Linked DNA regions of Drosophila melanogaster: region 2 is linked to region 1. Evidence: chromatin contacts called from public Hi-C data. All regions are on one chromosome and are shown on one strand. The core of a region is the stretch at or near the end of the contact, and the rest is flanking DNA. Distances in the headings are between cores, read along the strand shown.

Evidence for each region. A called contact is a pair of places that touch in the nucleus more often than the background predicts.
Region 2: a Hi-C map of the S2 cell line shows a contact between it and region 1, with 2.3 times the contacts expected there. A contact is called at or near these places in 13 of 107 Hi-C or Micro-C datasets (the Clone 8 cell line, the Kc167 cell line, the S2 cell line and 2 more).

The regions. Positions count from the first base shown.
Region 1 is chr3R:4,687,268-4,692,815 of dm6, forward strand. CG33927 reads right to left here and starts at 3,341. Exons shown (of 3, transcript NM_001031976.1): 1 at 3,273-3,341; 2 at 2,904-3,221; 3 at 2,684-2,845. The coding sequence starts at 3,341. The coding sequence ends at 2,684. The region is part of intron 3 of smash (smallish); the gene reads left to right.
Region 2 is chr3R:4,728,511-4,734,058 of dm6, forward strand. It overlaps Nep2 (Neprilysin 2), which reads right to left and starts at 3,368. Exons shown (of 9, transcript NM_001275331.1): 1 at 3,036-3,368. The coding sequence starts at 3,052. It also overlaps a transcript of tacc not described here.

The DNA.
Region 1 (5,548 bases), core at 2,091-4,590:
GCTCTGCCACGAAAGCCCGCCCTCATCAGGCTATAAGGTATCTAATGAATTTGTTGCACTGCGAGAACGGCACTGGTGCAGAGTGAAGAAATTTAGAATCATTTTATAACCCTAACTGGAAATGGTATAGTATAGTAACATCGCTAGTAGATCGGTAATTAGTTAGAGAATCGTATCTAAACCGTCAGTAAATATGGCTATAATATGTGTATACCCACATAAGCCATGTGTTTCTCAGAGTGCATGGAAACACATTCCTACCTCGAATAGCTTTCGTACGTGTTGCGATGCACGGCCCTCAATTAGTTATTAATATAGCATGCTGAGCAAAAATGTCAGAAATGTAAAATGATGACAAAGTCCGACCCCGCTCCGTGAGTTGATTAAGCCCGCATCCAGCCACACTGGCCACTTATGTCTGCGAGGGAAACTCATCCTCAACCTTGCCATCATCCGCATCCTCGACAACCTCCAGCAACCCGAACAATGTTTGTCTGTCTGGGCTTTGACAAAACTTAGCATGTCATGTTGTCATTATGGTTCCTTGCCCTTTTACCCCGCCTCGGAGGCCCGGTCCCCCATTATATGAGCGGATCCTTTGGCAGGCTTTGTTTGTCTACTACTTTGTGCTGTGGTTGTTCTTCGTGCATGCCTGCAGCCGGATATTCATGGACGTTATATACACCTATCATCGGTTAAGGCTTCACGCTTTTTGTCTCAGGCTCCGCCAAGATGGCTTCAGTCCCTTTTTAGCACCTTATTCCTTTTGAGATCCGTCTCTGGTTATTCCAGCACATTAATGTTTTCAAAAGCCCTTGGTCAGCCTCCCTTCTATGCTTCTCAAAGTGTGGTACCACTTTTGCGGAGAGCAAACATAACCTTTTGGTTTATTTTACAACATCAACAACTAAAACTTCCCATTCTATGCTTCTATTTTCGATTAGTTAGTGGTAATTATGCTTTAAGGCGTGATATTCTTTGATTTCATTAGCATCATTGCAGGATTATTGTCCATTTCATAGACTTACGCATATTTAGGTCGCCTTCAATCCTCGAGGTCTATATCAAGAGTTCAGACATTGTGCCCAATCATATGGCATATACGGGACTGTGAGCAATAAAACTTCATAAACTGCAAACTGTGTCAATGGAACACAAAGAGACGTCTTTGTTTATGTCCGAGTCGATAGCTCTCCCGTAACTCTTCAATAAAAATCATAATAAACGTGAACAAAAATCGTTTTTGATTTGAGCCTGCGATAATTTTATTTGATTTTCAGTTGATAATACCAAATGGCGGTAAAAACAGCTTGCGTAACCGTGGAACCCACAACACCTTGCAACATTTGACCACAACCAAACGTGTAGTGGAGTAATATCTCGGCATTCGACAGAACTACAACAAGATGTTTATTTACAAATCAGTTTGGGATTAAACTTTGGCATTTCGCAGCTTTTATTGGATACGTATGGGCGAATTGGTTATGAAACGGTGTTGGCCAGTGCACCACCCAAAAGTTCAAGTGTATGACGACACGTTGGTCGCGCTCATAAGAACCGCCGTCTTGGATTGCCGCCTGCCTTGCCTAACTAGCGGAAAGCAAAAACATAACAGTAAAGTAAATTAAGTGAAGCCACACACCAGAAGCAGCCACACCAGCAGCGGTCCGAATGCAATGCGGGCAAAAAGAAAAACCGGACAGAGCCGGGTCTAAGATGAGAGTGAATGTTGGTCTAGACTCCAGAGAGTCAGATAATGGAGAATACAGGGAAAACATGGGGCTAGTGCATGGGGCTGGCTGACACATAGTTAAAGTGGCTGACCTCGAGAACTCCCGCTTACGCCAGAGGCCAAAGAGATCGCTCAAATGTAGCTGTATCTAAATCTAATTCTGTGAGCGGCCGCTCGTCGGATTCTTTTGCCATCGGTTTGGGCTTTTTTTTTACCTATATCGAATCCGTATGTATGTAGCTTGCCTATGAGTTGGCACGCAGTTGCTTTTGTTTATCTTTCTGCTGGAAGTATAGACTGACAATAGAATTTTCATGTATTATTAATCATTAAACTAATTGTAGTATTGTTCTTTCTTTCAGACCTTATTTTTAAAAGTGACAATAACATAACTATAACCAATCGCTAAGTTACGTTCTTGAACAAATCTTTAAATCGCTCAATGCGACTGTTATAATCGACTAACTTAAAATCAATAGTCGTATAAACTTATTGTATTGAAAATACCACAGATTATTTTATGTCAAAGTCGACTTTTTCCTATTACTAACTACTTGCAAAGGGGGGAGAATAATTAGTAGATGGAAGTGTTTTCAATCCTTGATCATGAGTTTATACATTGTTTAACACCTATTTGTATGGACGATGTTGTCTTAATTCCATTTGCAATTCAAAAACCGGGGCTTGTAGCCATTAGCTCTTCTTACGTCCTTACAGTTTTCTTCATGTATCGAACCACATCCCTTATGCAACATTTGTGGAACATGAACGAAGGATGATAACTCGCACAAATGAAGTTTGTAATCAAGTAAAAGGAAGCGTTTCCGTTTCTTCATTATATTGTTGTATAACGAAAACTACTCTTTTTTTATTGCATAAACAGCAGTTTACTCTTTTTATTACCACAGTTAATTTACATCGATAAAAAGATTAAATTTTATTGGGAGAAATTTAATAAGATGAGAAGTTCTCTTCAAAGGCAAATTTTATGCCCGTCGATAGGAAAAGTGTCTTACTTATATACCATTTTATCTGTATTAAGTATTCCCCAGTGGGAAGTGGCACCGGAATCTGTTCTCCAATTATATGCAATCCCATTATATGCACTGGACCCTGTAAAACAAATTCGTTATTAAATATCCTGATATGCATTGTTTTAGAGGGTGCATACCATGTAGGGGCATGTGAAATTTAAATTAGAAAATGATTTTAATAGATTAAAAACAATGATCACTGGCGCTTCATAGGGTTTTCGCAAAAATCGACAACCATCAAACGTTATGTTGTAGAGCCACGGCTTAAAGCCATTGGCCCGCTTGAAAATTTGGCCATGGACTCGAAACTTTGAGATTGTTTTAAGCACAGTTCCATTAAAACTCAGGGTTGTTGTGCCCCTTCGAATTGCCTTTAAACGACACTGATGCACGGCGAGCCAAGTTTCATTCACTGAATCACACACAAAGTTGGTAAACTTAAATCTGGAAGCATTCTAAACGAAACAAGTAATTTGGTAAACAAAATATTATTTTTATGAACCTACAATAGACCCAAGTTCGAGGGCAATACGAAAGAATAGAACTAAATATAAAACGTTTGAAACGGTCCCCATCTTGTCGACTACTAGACACATCCCAATCATAATTTTTCCAATAACTCAATTTGTATACCCGTTAATTGTAGAGTTAAGAGGTATACTAAGTCCAATGAAAAGTATGCAACAGGCAGAAGAAGGCGTTTCCGATTCTATAAGTTATATATTCTTGACCAATCTGTCCGTATGAACGTTAGGATCTCGAAAACTAAATAAATATGCAGATTGCAGAGCCGTAGATTCAGCACAAGCTTATTTCAGAAGATTGCTGCCCACCTTACGACTACAAACCATTCAAAACTGTAACACCCACACTTTAAAATATTTTTTTCGACATTTAAATTTCTTTGTTTTTGCTCATCATATTTTCTATAGATATCACAAAAACTTGTCGTCCTTTTCCCGAAATTGTCAGATTTTTTCTTATCTATTATTTTTAAACGAATTTTAATATATCTACCTTGCACTTTCACTAGCTGAGTAAGGGGTATCCAATAGTCGAGAATCTCGTTTATAGTGTTCTCTCTTGTTTTAATACGTGAATAATTATAACCATTACACATAGATTAAAATGCAAATTATAGTCATTTAATAATTATAAGCTGATTTAAGTAAGACCTATTAGTTCCAAATGTAATCGGGCTCTAAATCTTTTGGAAATGACCTCATACAGTTTGGATCATAGGCCAGGAATAATTGGAGCACTTTAATTTGGTTTGCTACAAAGAAGTTTTCATTTTGCATACCAATTGTATTCCAGAGATATTTTGCTGATAAGTGATGAACAAAATTGTACTAATCCAAATTAGAGCAAATTTAAAATAAATAAAATAAGGGTTGAAATAATAGATAACGATATTTAATCAGGTTAGCGACTGTTATCGAAATTGCACACGACTCTCTGACTTCATTAACCGTAGTACCCTTCGTCACTACGTGGACTGCTGTCCGCAGTGATTAAGCATTCTGTCACGCCCTGGTACAAACTCAATTCTTAAAGCTGCTATCCATGTATGAAATTTTAATTTTAGCCAGAAAACGTTCTTGGCAACCCCGTTTTTCTGGGGCGTGTCCTATGGCTCCAACTTTGTGGGTGTGTACGAATGTAAATTTTTAACATGTAAGTAATTTTTAATGCAAAAAATAATTTTAAACCTACTCTTGAGGCGAAACGCGAAATGGATCAGACAGAAAAGTGACCGTGTTTCTGGTCGACGGATTAATTGAAACTGCATATCAACGAAGGTATGGAGCCGTTAAAGAGCTTTCATGATTGATTACTGTGTCTCGAAATTTGTGCCAAAGAAATTTCGTAAATGAATCACAAAAGGGAACGTATCTTACCGATGTACATATTTATTGTTTGGATTTTTATTCATTTGCCTATTTCCCCTAGTTTCCAGAGAAGGACAGCAATGGGTGCCAATAGAAGTTGTCATAGTCGAGGAGATACAAATTGAATTTCGAAGTCAGAGGTATTTCTTATTAATACAAGCCAGCGGCAACACCCGCTATCTTGCAGATACTGATGGCGATTGTTAGATGCAGATATAGCTATAATTTTACGATTTCAATTCACCGCTCATTTCATATCTGTGGAGCGAAAGTGCATGTCTGACTTATCGATACTAAAATTTTAATGAACTTATAAGTTTGCGTGTCGAATTGTCAAACAGTTCGCGCTGGGCGTGCTTTCAAGATCTACGCTCTAATCACGGCAGCGTGATAATTGCCCGGTTATGTTCGATGTACTTGCATTCCGATATTGTTTTTACTATGATTGGAAAGGCAACAACGAAAACCCATTCGAGACTTCAGTTCACACTTCACATTCCATCTTATTGTTTTCTGACCACGCTCGAAAAATATTTCAATTAATGCAATCGACAAAAATGAGAGAACGCTGAAGTCGAGTTCTTCGGCTATCAGATACCCGTTACTCCGATAAAATGCCGGAAAATATATATAATAATAAGATCAGAAATGCTTTTTCTTCCCCTTACATACTTTTATTCTAATCTCTCATACCAATGAGGAAAATTAAAAATTAAAAAAAAGCATTTTTGGATTTTTAAAATTGAAAAAAAAAGAATAAGGTAAATATTGTTACACATTTTATATTTATTAAAATTTTAAATGCAGAATGAAGAAATCTACTTTTCAATTTATGAATTTTAATTTTTCATTGTCCCAGCTTAAAGTATTTAAATTATTCGGTTCGAAAC
Region 2 (5,548 bases), core at 2,118-4,617, 41 kb after region 1:
GGGCAGGAAGGAAGGCGGAAAAGAAGACCGGAAAAGCGGGAAAGCGGGAAACGCCAGGCGCCACAGCCAAAGCCAAGGCAAACAAATCGCAGGACGCATATTGAGAGGAATGCGAGGAGCGCTGGGGTCACACTGGTGGGCGGACGGGTGCTTCAATTGGCCGCGTGCATACACTGGCAAGGCCGAATGCAGTGGTTTTCTGCTATCGCAAGGCATTTACTGCGAACGGCGCCTTGCATGCCAAACAAAATGGAAATTTTCCCAAGTCAGCATTGAATTGGCCCAAGTTCACTTACTTTATATGCGTCAACCGTTACGACCATCGGCGAAATTTTCAACTCGCGATTTGACCTCAGGTATTGACTTATCAATAACAAAATTAAACACTTTTTAATGCAAATACGCAGATAAGTGAAGAAAAAAATTTCAATTGCGCTCATTAACTGCATAATTATCAAGCGATGCCTCGTACTAACTGTCTTGCTGCACGTTCCCCCCAAATCAAAGCGGACAATTACGTCCAATTACGTGAAGAACCGAAGTCGAAGTACTTTAGAGTCCACGAGTTGCGACGATCAATCATCGGCGTCACAAGTACGCAAATTATTCTGATTTTATTATGTGCCAAATGACTAATAAGCCGCTTACAACATCAACAACAATCAAAGCCAGAAGAACGAGAACGCCAAAGCGATGAGAGACGAATAAAATACCTGACCATTACGTGAGCTACACACTCCACTGTCTTCCCGAATTACGGAGAACCTTTACCTGAATTAAGACTGTCGTTGACCTGGTTTTTAGCGAGCAACGTACGTCTCATAAGGAAGCCAAAAGAATTACCCAGTACCAGCCAGACCCTCCCACTGGAGCGATAAATCATTGGCGATATGGCCAAAAAACAACTGCTGGCGAAGAATACAACTGCGGAAGGAATCTGGATGAGTTGATTACCAAAACGTGCTAACGCGCATTACAATAAGGGCTTTTCATTCTAGATCAATTTTCTTAATCAGAATCGACAAACATTTAAAATTCTATACACTAACTACAGGCAGTTCCTATTAAAAAGCTAATCCTGAAAAAGCAGAAACCAGGGGTCACATTCTCTTGTTAAGAGGGGCAACTTCCCCAGAAGCGACTAAAAATAAACCTTAATACATATGTCTACCGATATCCACTCTCCAAAATTAGAATGAGCCTGCCAAATTCCGCTTTCTCCAAAAGATTTTGATGGGCGTCGTTTTAAAATTTAAGCCCGAGAGAAAGTGCCCACCAATCGTGTTTAGAATCAACTTGCTGCTATTTAAAGCCCATTCGGCGAGCTTGTATCTATAGAAGAACTGAGCCCGCGTAACCCACGGCTTTATTCGTTGGTTAAAGGGGGAAAGGTCAGTAAATGCCAAGGGGGGATGGAGTATCTGTTAACCGCAGAAGTTACCTTCAGCGGAGAGCCAGCAAAACGAAACCGCAAGGCCAAGAAAACTGTGCTGACCAAAATTGGAGTTGCACTAAGGTCTGCGTGCAATTAATTATGCAATTTGAGCAAATAGCTGCCAAGCAGTAAAAAACATAAGCCCCAGACCGACAAGAGAATCAACAATTCTTGGCTCTTTTCTCCCCCAAAAACCCTGACCAAATGTAAGGCATTTTGTATGAGTAAAATAATGGTAAGACCGGATAGGCGATTACGTTTATCATTTCTATTTTATACGGCCATTACTTTTGAAACGCATTCCTTAGACGTTTCGTCAATAATCCGACAGAAATCCATATGCGGGGGATTTGGCCATGGAGCATTAAAGGGCATCAGTTGGGTTACGCAATGCTGACCTAGAAAGATTCGCATAAACAAAGTGAGCTAACTTTCGACTGCACCTATTTGTTTACACTCGAAATAAACATGTGTATATATTGTACATAAGTAGAAAACGTGATCGGTCGAGATGTTACCAGCTGATAAGTTGAACCGGCGTGTTTATGCGGATTCGATTATCCAAATTCTTCGGCCAGATCAGACGATTTAATTAACTTGTAAACAAGGCCATCTTGGTTGAGTCAACACCGAAATTGCCAATTTGGAATTTCTTATCTATAGCAAATACATATTTGTATTTGCTTCTTAAACACAACCATTGAACAAGATCGGTGCCATTAGCAATACAATGGCAATTTTTTTAGGATTGTATCGTAAATGCCAAGAGTTTTCTACTTCACAGAACAATGAGACGTGGGCAGTGGGAACCGGTAGTACATATGATGTGCCTAAACAAATTCCGGTTACACGTCCCTGCGCAAAAATTCTAATGACAGGTAATTCACAGACATAATAGAATAGGAAACGATTCGATTACGTTTTAATGACCGTGCGATTTAGTTCAACTGCAGAACACGCATAGTCCCTTGCCACAATTTTATGTTTATCATTGCTTATCAAAATCATCGGGCTTCAAAATATTGTAGTGCCTAATTAATACTACTAATATCCCAGGCTCGTATGTGAAACTTCCCAACGTCGTGGTTGTTTGAACTCGATTCACCGAAAGGTGAACAGTGAACCCTAGCCAACAGAAACCCGTTTTCAAAAATTTATCGATGCACCTGAAGCCAAATGAAGATTTGCCGGGAGCTGGCTTTAGTTTTATTTGTATTTTTACTTTGTCATTGCCAATCCACAGTCAAAAAAAAGATAGTTTTGGACCCAATAGGGTACTGGAGCTATCTGAATCTCTTACATCTTTGTTCCCTATCACAGGAAATTTGAATCCGTACGATTAGATTTAGTATAGCATTTTCTCTCTGTGCTATGAATTCGGTGGGCCCAGTTCCAATGATAAGCCCCACAAAACGTGTTTTTAATAATCATGCGCAGCTTTCTTTTTACACCTAACCACCTCGGATACGTATGTGGCTGAATGCCAAGTGGATGGACAGTCAAACCGCCTGTGCCACATAACTTTGAATTCGAATACGGATTCGGATTGGAAGTTCAGGAGAAGCAGGAATCGAATTTTGGGCGAGGTGCCCATACTTACTGGATTACCGTCTGCATGTTGGCCAATTCGGCTTAGCTTGGAACTTGGATTATATAATTTACTTGGTTTATTTCGAACCGTACCCTCAAAGAGCGTTTGTCAAACGAATAATATGATTTAATTGCACTTAGCCAGCATTGAACAAGACAACAAGTGTCTTCAATTCGAAACTTTATGGTTTATTGACTTAGGTTTGCCTATCTATTTAGCAAGCTATATTCATTTGCACAGCGCTCCAGCCACCAGCAGCCCGGAATTTGAATCAAACTCCGCGGATCAGAGGTGGAATCGCGTGAACTTAACACGGCAACGAACGAAAACAGACTGAGCTCCGGTGCTCCATCGCAATGCCTTATAAAAACAAAAGAGATAAGCTCTCCGCCGGTTGGCTTAAACTTGGATACTCTGCGGCGAGGCATTCGCACACGATTCTTTTCGTTTGAAACAATGCACAGGTGTATTGCGTTTAAATTGAATCCATTTTGGGATACCAAAAACAACGGAATCCATTTAGGATATATTTCAGGAACCGATGGCTCTGGTAACACTGTAAAAAAAGAGAACGCTTTTGCATCGACTATCAGATGCCTGTTACTCTGTTAAACGGAGATGGAGTACACTTCGCGTCACCAGGTTAGCGACCCTTGAATAAAAATCTTTGATGTGAGATGTTTGGAAATTTTCTTCTATAAACAATTCTATAAATGAAAAGTTTGTATGGGATACAGTTTGTTGTTTATAGATTTTATTTAAGTAAAAAAGATAAACAATCCATAAATGGGTAAATCAAAATTGGGTCATCAGGATAGCGCCCCCTACGATAATTTAAGTTTTTTCCATTCAATCAGAATATTTGTAAAGGAAATTAAGAATGAGTTGATCCTCCTTTGTTTTCAAAGACTTCGCTCATTCGTCTGGGAAGTGAATCATATATTTTTCGACGAAAGTAAAACAAAAGATAGCGGTTCCTTTTAGGACCTCTTTTATATCCTCAAAGAGAGAGGGAAATCAGTGATAGATTTTCGTGCAATGGCGCGAAATACATAACATAAAACAAACGGAGCCATGCAGGGGCGCTAATATGATGACGCGCAGTGTAGGGGCGGTCGTTTTATACTCTCACTCTTCGTTTCCTGATCATAGTTGTTCGTGAACTTTTCCGCAGCCAAATACCTTTGTTGTTGTCGCCGCTATTCTAACCGAAAATTCTCAAGAGGCTGAGTTTGGAAATAAAGCGACCAAAAGGCTGGTCAGCATGGATAAGAGCGCACGCAAAATTATAAGATGATGTAAACCACTAGTCAGCGGAGATCACCCCGTACCGGGGTTCTGGAAAGCCTCTAACTAGAGTTTCCACTTTATTTAACCACTTACATAGATACATATGTATGTATATTTTGTGGGTGTTTGTACCACTAGGGGTGCAAAATAGGAGTTGCCTAAGTCCCAAATCGACGTTTCGCACTTCGTTTATTAGAATAAATTATATTTTTATATAAAGGGGGAACTAAATCGGAGTTGTATAGTCTTCACACCGAACATCAATTTCATGTTCATACGGACGAGATTTTAGTAATAAAATTATTATTTTTATACATTTTAAATTGAAATTATAGATATAATAAATCATACAATTTGTACATTTTTAGGTAAAACATTTGTATAAAATTTCAGATGCGTAGTATTAAAAAAAACTGAAAAATCATAATCCTTTCCTTAACTTGCTGTAGCTCTTTGGTTGTACTAACTTTTTCTAAATGCACCCGATCCAACCCAATGAGAAGATATTTTCTTCGACACACTCAAGAAATCGCGCAAAAAGACAATATATATAAATATATACGTATGTATATGTATGTATATAACAGCAAACATTTATAAGCCCTAAATAAAGAGAAACTATATAAATTTTGCATTTGAAAGTTGAACTTTGCCACGTGCAAATCGATGATAAAGGCTTTGCAGGCTTCGCAACAAAGTCCACAATTGAACAACATACATTTAAAATTTTCACCAAACACTCTCAGTTTTCTTTCCAAAGACCATCAATTTTCATTCCCAAAAGCACTGGAAATTTGCTTAGAAGCTGGCAAAACTTAAACGGCCCTAAATAAAGCAGCAGACTTTACTTTACTTCGGTTTTATTGCAATGAAATAGTTTATTTACTGAATGCATCTCAATCAATCACCTTTACGTCGTACACATACGTCACGTCACATGCTCAGCACATCGTAGTTCATATGTGCTGGGATGTTGTAATACTATTTGTGTTTTTACAGCGCTTTGATATATAATCCATTCTTTTTCAAATGTCAAACTACAACAGTTATTCCGTTCTCTCGTCGAAAACTTTCCCTAAGAGCGCAAGTGTTTCTGGGTGTTTCTACTTTAGAAAAATATATGTATGATGTTATATATTATGAAGTAGCGTTTCTCAAATTACATGGACTGGGTACAAATTTGTATACAATTCTAATTTGTTTTCTTCGATTTCCACTTCGTGATAAGCAAG